Linked DNA regions of Mus musculus: region 1 is linked to region 2. Evidence: chromatin contacts called from public Hi-C data. All regions are on one chromosome and are shown on one strand. Each heading gives the region's core, a stretch centred on a gene start, on an enhancer-like site or on the middle of the called end of the contact. The rest is flanking DNA. Distances are from core to core; before and after follow the strand shown.

Region 1 (4,140 bases), core at 884-3,383, 180 kb before region 2:
CATGTGAATGTGTGTGCTTGTATGTATGCATGTAGGAATGTATGTGTGTATGTGTGTGTATGTATGTATGCATGTAGGTATGTATGTGTGCATGTATGCATGCATACTTGTATGTGAATGTGTGTGTATGTATGCATGTGTGTATGTGTGTGCATGCATGCATGCATGCATGTGTGTATGTATGTGTATGTATGTATGCATGTATGTATGTGTGTATGTGTGTGTGTATATGTATGCATGTGTATATGTGTGTATGTACGTATGTGTGTGTGAGTGTGTATACCTCATGTGTGGAGGTCAGAGGTCAATGCTGTGTGTCATTTCTCAGATGCCATCCACCTTAGTTTTGAGACAAGGACTCTCGCTAGCTTAGAACTTGACAAGGCTGGACGTGGTGGCGCCCGCCTTTAATCCCAGCACTTGGGAGGCAGAGGCAGGCAGATTTCTGAGTTCGAGGCCAGCTTGGTCTACAAAGTGAGTTCCAAGACAGCCAGGGATATACAGAGAAACCCTGTCTCAAAAAACTACCAGTGTTTCTAATGTTTCATGGCTCAAGTCCTGGGTTCTTTGCAGGGCTTTTCTGATAACTGTTGAGAGTACCAACTTGGTATAGAAAGAGGAAAGCTCTCAATAGATTTGTTTGGGCCACTTCAGAAGATTTGAAATTGTCTACCACTTTTGGCAGATTGTCAGGCAGAGCCCACAATGAGGGCTATGGAAGGCTGAGAGAATTCACCATCTCTTCCTGGCTTCTGGCTAACATCAGCTAGAACAAAAGCTTAGGATTCTGGTTGTTCGGGGCTGGAGGGTTGGCTGTACAATTCAGAGCAATTGTTGCTCTTTCAGAGGACCTGAGTTCGGTCCCTAGAACCCACACAATGGCTCATGAACATCCATAACTCCAGTTCCAGAGGACCTAACACCCTTTTCTGACTTCTGAGGATGCCAGGCACACGTGTAGTACACATACATACATGTTAGAAAAGCAGTTATAATCATAAAGTAAAACAATTAAAACGTTTTTTAAAAGGTGCCTAAACTCACACATCTACGGACTCTGAGGTCCGCTTCCCTTGAGATCATCTCTGCATGCGGATCACTGCCCTGAGGCTCTGAACTCACACTTTTGGCTTTCTGTTAACTCCCTGGGCATGGTGCAGTTGGGACAGACTATTTCCCTGAGAGCCCACCAGAGGGCAGACATGCTGCCAGGTCTGCCGGAGAACCACCGCTTTCTTAGAAGTAGGTTACAATATGTTAGTGTATAATTTATGTGCCTGTAGGCACTGTAAGGTAATATAATTGGCTTGTCAGAGCAGCGGCGTTGTTTGCTTTGAAATATGCCCATCAACAAGCGCTCTTAAAGCTGTTGGGAATGTGCTAGGACTTTCGATGCACTGATTTAGAGAAGCCCCTCAGGCTTACCTGGACCTCACTCATTAACTTTTTTCACATCGTGTTTAGAAGCACAGAACAAATTCATCAAAAACCATGGCGTGGTTTTCATTTCTGAGCCCGGCAAGCGCTCTTGCCACCACATGTGATGGCTTCCCTTAATAAACAGATGATTGTTTTTAGGATGTGATGGGTAACAGATATCTGTCCTAAGAAGGGTAATGGAGAAACGATGTTCTCTCCAAAGCTGCCTCGGAGAAGTTTGACAAAGCGGGTGTGTTAGCTTATGCATGTGTGCATATGCACTCTCTTACTGCAAGGGGGAGAGTGCCATTTTCTGAGCCTACATATGGGATGCCTTCTGGAGGAAAAAAAAAAAAAAACAACAAAAAACCTCAAAACCCTTCTGTTATCTGTCAAAACAGACAGCTAAGTGAGCAACTCCTAAGCCGTATGCAGAGATCCTGAGCGTCATCTTGCTGATTTCCCTCTCTTCTTATCTCTTAAGGGTGAGTAGTGGGAACACATCCCACAGGGAACTTGGTGCACAGCGGCTGCATCTTCACACGGCTGCCGAGGTGGGCCTTAATGGACGAAGACAGACAGGATGGAGGTGGAGCTTCAGAGTGCAAACCCCCCACCTTCAGGTCTTCTGTGGCTACCTCCGCAGTAGCCAGCAAACACTGGAAATAGGGCTTTAAACACGCCTTCAGTCAGGCTGCCTGGCACACGTCTGCAATGCAAGGCCTGAGGAGGTGGAGGAGGGAGAAAGTTCCAGGAAAGCCAGAGCTACACAGTGATGCTCTGTCAATTAGCCTTCTCCCCCAGAAGAGAAGACTTCATTTTAAGATCTAGCTACAGCTATACTCTGAGAAGGGAGCTTCCATGTCAGGACAGGCCCTCTGCGTTGTGTCGTCTGTTTCTGTGTAAATTTAGGATCCATGTGAGACAGAACTGATGGCCATAGATAGTCACCTATGCATCTAAGCACATATGTTCATCTAAGCGCAGTTGGTAGGCCAGAAAGGAGTGTGCAGAGGAGCTAAAGGCTCTGGAGTCTGTGATGGTTAGTGTCACTATCCGCTCAACTAAATCCAGAATCTGCTAGGAGACACAGCCCTGGGGGTGTCTGTGAAGGTGTTGTCAGAAAGAGTTAACGGAGGAGGGAAACCCGTGCTGAATGAGGGCAGTGCTATCCCACGGGCTGGGGTTCTGACTGCAGATGCAATGTGACCGACCAGCTTCGTCATGCACCTGACTTCACATCTTCCTTATGATGATGGGCTGTGCCCTCAGACTGTGGGGTACACGAACGCTTGCCTCTGTAAGTTGCTTTTGTTGGAACCGTGAGAAAAATAACCCACAGAAGAGCTTTAACCCACAGAAGGAAATAGGATCACACAAACACAAGATGGGAGGGTGTTGCCACACTGCTCTCTCCACCTGAGATAAAAGCAACCACCAGCCTCACAGGGAAGCCTAAGGAGAGAAACTTTGAGTTTGTTGTTCTTCCCTGGTTCCTAGTGGCCAAGGCTATCTGCTCACTCTCCCCTTGCTTTCCCTCACCATCAAGATGCATCCACTAAAGGAGCACTATATCCACTGCCCAATAGGGTCTTTTATTATTCTACTTTTATTCCTGTGTATGTGTGTACATCTGTGTTTCAGTATGTATGTGTGAGTGCAGGTGTCCTTGACGGCTGGAAGAAGGCATTGGATCCTCTGGAGCTGGAGTTACGGGAGGTAAACGTCCACCTCCTTTGAGATAGGATCTCTCTTATTGGCCTGGACCTCATCCACAGAGCTAGAGCAGGGTGGTCAGTAAGACTCAGGCATCCTCCTGTCTCTGTCTCCCCAAACCTGGGATTCCCATCTTGAGTCAGCACTCCCGGCATCCATGATCATGGTGATTCTCTTTTGTTCCAGATTTTTCTAGAAAATTTAGGGTCTTGTAACACACTGGTGACCTTTTTTTTTTTTTATCTGTTTGGCCAAGTTCAGCCCCCTAGCCCTCTGGGATGCAGAATTCTCTGGTGTTCTAGTGACAGGGCTGTGAAGGTCTCTTTACCTGGATCATGGATGAAGGAGCATTACCTACCACAAGAATCAGCAGATGGATGTCACTCTTTCTCAGGACTTCCATGTCTGTAAAACCCACAGAGCTGTTTTCTGCAGCAGAACACCGTGCTACCCACAGGTAGCCTTGCTCATCTGTCTCTACCTCCCAGCCACAAGCACAGGACCTTAGGTATCAGAGGTGCTTAATACTGTTCCAGGGAACCTCAAGCTACTCCAGTGCTCATTTGTTTTTGCTTCCTGAGATTGCATGAGAAATTTGACTCCTGTTGGTGGCGTGTGGAAAATGAGCTTCCGAGGCCATCTGGTGATTAATTTCAACCTTCAGAATGTCCTGGCTCTGCTTGTCCACATCCCCTGCTCTGGCCTCCTCCCCACACCTTCAGGAGTCCCTGGGGTCATTGCTTGCCAGGCCTGTGAGGGAATTTCGGAAACCTGCCTGACACTTTGCTTTATTTTGAAAAATGACTCAGTGTGGAGTCAGCTGTGGAGTGGTACGTGGTGATTTTGTATGTCAGACTGGAGGCATTCTGTGCCAATGCAGGGACCAGCATCCCTAAGCCCATGGCCCCCAGTGGAGGGGCAGGAACACTAAGGAAGTCCTGCTGCTCTGGGGTCATGATGGAGACAATTCTGTCTCCAGCTGCTCTTAACACAAACATTCTTATG
Region 2 (4,036 bases), core at 1,480-3,979:
TGCATCTATGCCACCCATCACACAAAATGAATGAATGAATGAATGAATGAATGAATAAATGAGAAAAATAAGCACAGTGTTCAAGGAGGTGGCTTAGGCACTAGGTGGCAAGGATTTGAGTCCCCCGTCTGCCACCTTGACCCAGCTACAAACTCATTCCACCTCAGTTTCCTCATTCATAAAATGGGGTCATAGAGATCCATATCCTATACGACTGATGTAAGACTTGGCATATGTGTAAGATGCTGGGCGCAGTGTCTGGCTCTTGTATACATCTGGCTCTCACCTTATGAATTGTGTGAGACCTCTATGGCTGTGTGATCTAAAGTCATCTCAGTCATTCTGGTAGCTATTGATTTTCCTCCCGTCCTGAAAGGATTGGTTTTTTTTTTTTAATGGCAGTACCTGTAAATTTTTTGTATTCAGGCTACGTGAAGCTGCTCTTACTGAATCATGAAAAGTACAAACCCTGGTGCATCTCACAGGTGCATGGATGGCTTTGTGATTCTTTCCTTTTCACTCCCCCCACCCTCCGCCGTGTACATACACGAGAGAATCCAGTTAACAAGGCTGGCTTCAAAAGTGCCCATTTTGCATTAATGAAAATGCCATTTGGCTAAAATTCAAACTAGATTGTCATTGAACCTCGGCCCTGGGAGAGAAATCTCCAAATGATAGATTTCCCCCATCCTTCCGCTGCAGATGAATAATGTGCTTGTTCCGAAGCACAAGGTTGCAGTCTCGTGTGTGTGCCTGTGTATGCATGTGCACATTTGTGTGCACAATGCAGTGTGTGCCTGTGTATGCATGTGCATATTTGTGTGCAAAATGCAGCCTCGCCATTTTTCTCCCAGTTAACCCCCCAATCTGAGATCTGGTCCATTTCCTCCTGAGCTGCTGCTTCTGCAGCTGGAAGGGAAAAGTCATTTTTATGAGCATTGCCATGGCAAAATAAAATAATTCCATTTTTATAAAGGCTGTTGAAAAGGCCCCTCTCCCCTCCCCAGCATTTTTTCTCCTGACTGCTTATTTCTCTTGTACTTTTTATTTTTGCCATTTTCTATGTTTCCGGTTTCACCCTCTTGTACTTAACATCTTATTTTCTACTCTATTAGGGAAAAAATGACAATGGAGGCAGGCAGATATAATTTAAAGGTAATTATTATATCGCATCCTCTATACCTTGAGTCAGATAACGTCCCTAAGAGTTAATCACTAAATATCAGTTACACAATCAAGCATAATCCTAAACATAATTACATAATCACCGAGAGCCTGATGCGCATAGCCAATCGGCTTTGTAAGCGATCGCTCAGCCTGGATTTTTCCAGGACAGTGTGGATCTTGCATGAGTTTATTAATTCTGCTGAAGGAAAAAATGATTAACTATCTCAGCATATGTATCTTAATTTTAATAGCTCTATAAGGTTTTTCCCAGATTTGAGATTGGGATTGAGAAAACCCTCTTTCTTAGGCTCTGTCCCATGAAGAGAGTTGCCTGGTGCTTTCAGACATATTTCATTTTTCTGTGTTGCAGGGTGTTTCCATCTGTCCTTCAGACCCAGGGCTTTGCCTTTGAAGTCAAGTCCATTAGTGGGGGCACAGCAAAGATGGGAGCTGAGGAGAGTTGTTACTGGTTTGCATCACCTGCTCTGGTCTCTGGAGCAACATCTCTCAGCCAAAGATGGCTGGGAAAGGCTACCTTATCTTCAGCTTTCCCCTCCAAGTTCCATCTCATGGCCTCCATACTTGTAGCATCTGGTTAGCCCTCCTACTGTGCTCACCCCAGGTGATTAGTTTGAGCTTCCTCCAATATCTAGGGTGACTATGCTAGGTTCTTGCAAGATCCTGGTCCATTAATGTAGTAATTTTTATAAGACTACGTCTGTGAATGTGTTGGAGATGTTTGTTATTATATATCTACTTCCTAGCTGGGCAATTTAAGACGATGGAAAACAAACTGTAATTCTGTTACATAAAATGAAATGCATGCTATTTCCTGATATTTACGAATGTCATGGCTTGAATGTGAAATATCCTTTCTGAGCTCATGTGTTTACACTCTCGGTCCCCAGTTGTGGGTGCTATTTTGCAAGGTGATGAAATCTGCAGGAGGTAGAGCTTCATTGGAGAAAATGGGCTACTGAAAGTGGGCCTTGAGGTTTGTTGGCCTGGTCTTCCTAAGAAGGTAGACAAGAGTCTACCTTCTGTTCTCTGAGTATGGATGTAATAGGACCAGTCATTCCCAGGTCTTGCTAATACGTCTTCCCTGCCATGATAGACCCTCTTGAACTGTAAGCCACAAATAAACTTTACATCCTTAAGTTGCTTCACTGGGGCACAATGGGTTTCATAGTAGCAAAAGCAATCAAATGGAGAGAAAAAGCCATCCACAGAGATGTGCAGCGAGTGACAGGTTATCAATTCACCAGTGGAGAATGTGATGAAGTCTTGAGTCCCCAGTGGTCCATTTGTTTCTGCCTTTTCTTGCAGCCTATGATATACTACAGTTTCCCTTTACTTGAGTACTGGTTGCTCTATGTACACCTTCTGCCTCCAGGGCTCAGGAAACACATCAGAAGAGAAGGAAAGAATGTAAACTGGAGAATTCAGAGGAGTGCTGTGAAATGTACTCTGGACATGCCATAGAGATCGCATTTGTGAACGCTTAGTAGCTGTGGTTTCCCACAAAAGACCTGCGAAAGATTAAGCCAACCAGAATTCCTGTAGTCACGCCCCACCCGGAGGATCCTTCGGCAGTTGATAATTGCTGGGGGGCAGGGTGTACTGGCTGGTTTTGGGTGTCAACTTGACACAGCTGGAGTTATCACAGAGAAAGGAGCTTCAGTTGAGGAAATGCCTCCATGAGATCCAACTGTAAGGCATTTCTTAATTAGTGATCAAGGGGGAAGGGCCCCTTGTGGGTGGGACCATCTCTGGGCTGGTAGTCTTGGGTTCTATAAGAGAGCAGGCTGAGCAAGCCAGGGGAAGCAAGCCAGTAAAGAACATCCCTCCATGGCTTCTGCATCAGCTCCTGCTTCCTGACCTGCTTGAGTTCCAGTCCTGACTTCCTTGGTGATGAACAGCAATGTGGAAGTGTAAGCTGAATAAACCCTTTCCTCCCCAACTGCTTCTTGGCCATGATGTTTGTGCAGAATAGAAACCAGGAGAAAAAAAAATATTTTTTGAGGTTATATCCATTGGTAAAATTCCAGCCTTTAGCGAATGGTCCCAGAACCATGCACTTATGTAAAAAAGGCAGGGGAGATGAAGTTGTGAGGGAGATGTGCTAGGGTGGATAGAAAGAAATTGGACGATGATCATGTCTTATTGTATACATGTATGAAACTCTTAAGAATGAAGAAATTTTACTGGGCTCAAGATATTAAAAATACTGGAAAGTCAAACTCAAAAGTAACCGGAAGTACCTGATGTATTCTCCATTTGGGGAGTGGCTTGGATTCACTGATTATTATTTATCCATTCATTTGTGAATTAACAAGCCCTGTCCCGCACCCCCACCCTCGCTACACCACCATGCTTCATTATGCTGAACATGTGGCAGAAAGCAAGCTGCCGTGGTGGAGTTCAAACTCTGTTGTGAGCGCTCAGAGTCAGTCTCCTCATTCATAAGTGACGATGACAATGCTTGTTCATTCTGCTCCGGAATGAGATGGAGACAGAGCGAGCTGATGTTGGGAAGGCCTTTCCGTGAACTCAAGAGTGTTGTCAAACGTAATTTGTCCTTGTCAGAAAGAATACCAAAGAGTGTGGGATTCTCTTGTTACCGTGTCAGCGACAGACAGAAAACAATCTAATTCCCACCCTCGTCGCCAGAAAAAGAGTCTTAGAACACAGCCCACAAAATCCAGCGAGGCTGGAAGAGATTACCAGTCTCCAGACAGATGCCTTTTCTAGTAGAAAATTGTTCAGAATGGACAAGTTCCAACAGCTTATAAATATGGCTCGCTAATGGCCTTGTTTTTTGTTTTCTGCCATGTGAATCCTTTCAAAATCCTACCTGACGATCGTAAAG

What was found. Hi-C and Micro-C count contacts between places; a contact is called where the count stands out from the background.
Region 1: a contact with region 2 is called in a Hi-C map of the G1E-ER4 cell line, with 2.5 times the contacts expected there. The contact joins two enhancer-like sites. A contact is called at or near these places in 1 of 39 promoter capture datasets (liver) and 10 of 484 Hi-C or Micro-C datasets (the G1E-ER4 cell line, the HPC-7 cell line, cerebral cortex and 3 more).

Annotation. Positions count from the first base shown.
Region 1 is chr13:8,782,479-8,786,618 of GRCm38.p6, reverse strand. No RefSeq gene overlaps it. Among named protein-coding and RNA genes, the nearest start is that of Wdr37, 86 kb to the left of the region's middle. Within about 2 kb of position 2,133, at least 19 of the 459 cell types and tissues checked have an H3K27ac peak or open chromatin away from gene starts, as enhancers often do. A contact at or near this core is called in the G1E-ER4 cell line, where this site is marked.
Region 2 is chr13:8,607,819-8,611,854 of GRCm38.p6, reverse strand. The region is part of intron 3 of Adarb2 (adenosine deaminase, RNA-specific, B2); the gene reads right to left. Among named protein-coding and RNA genes, the nearest start is that of Wdr37, 260 kb to the left of the region's middle. Within about 2 kb of position 2,729, at least 7 of the 459 cell types and tissues checked have an H3K27ac peak or open chromatin away from gene starts, as enhancers often do. A contact at or near this core is called in the G1E-ER4 cell line, where this site is marked.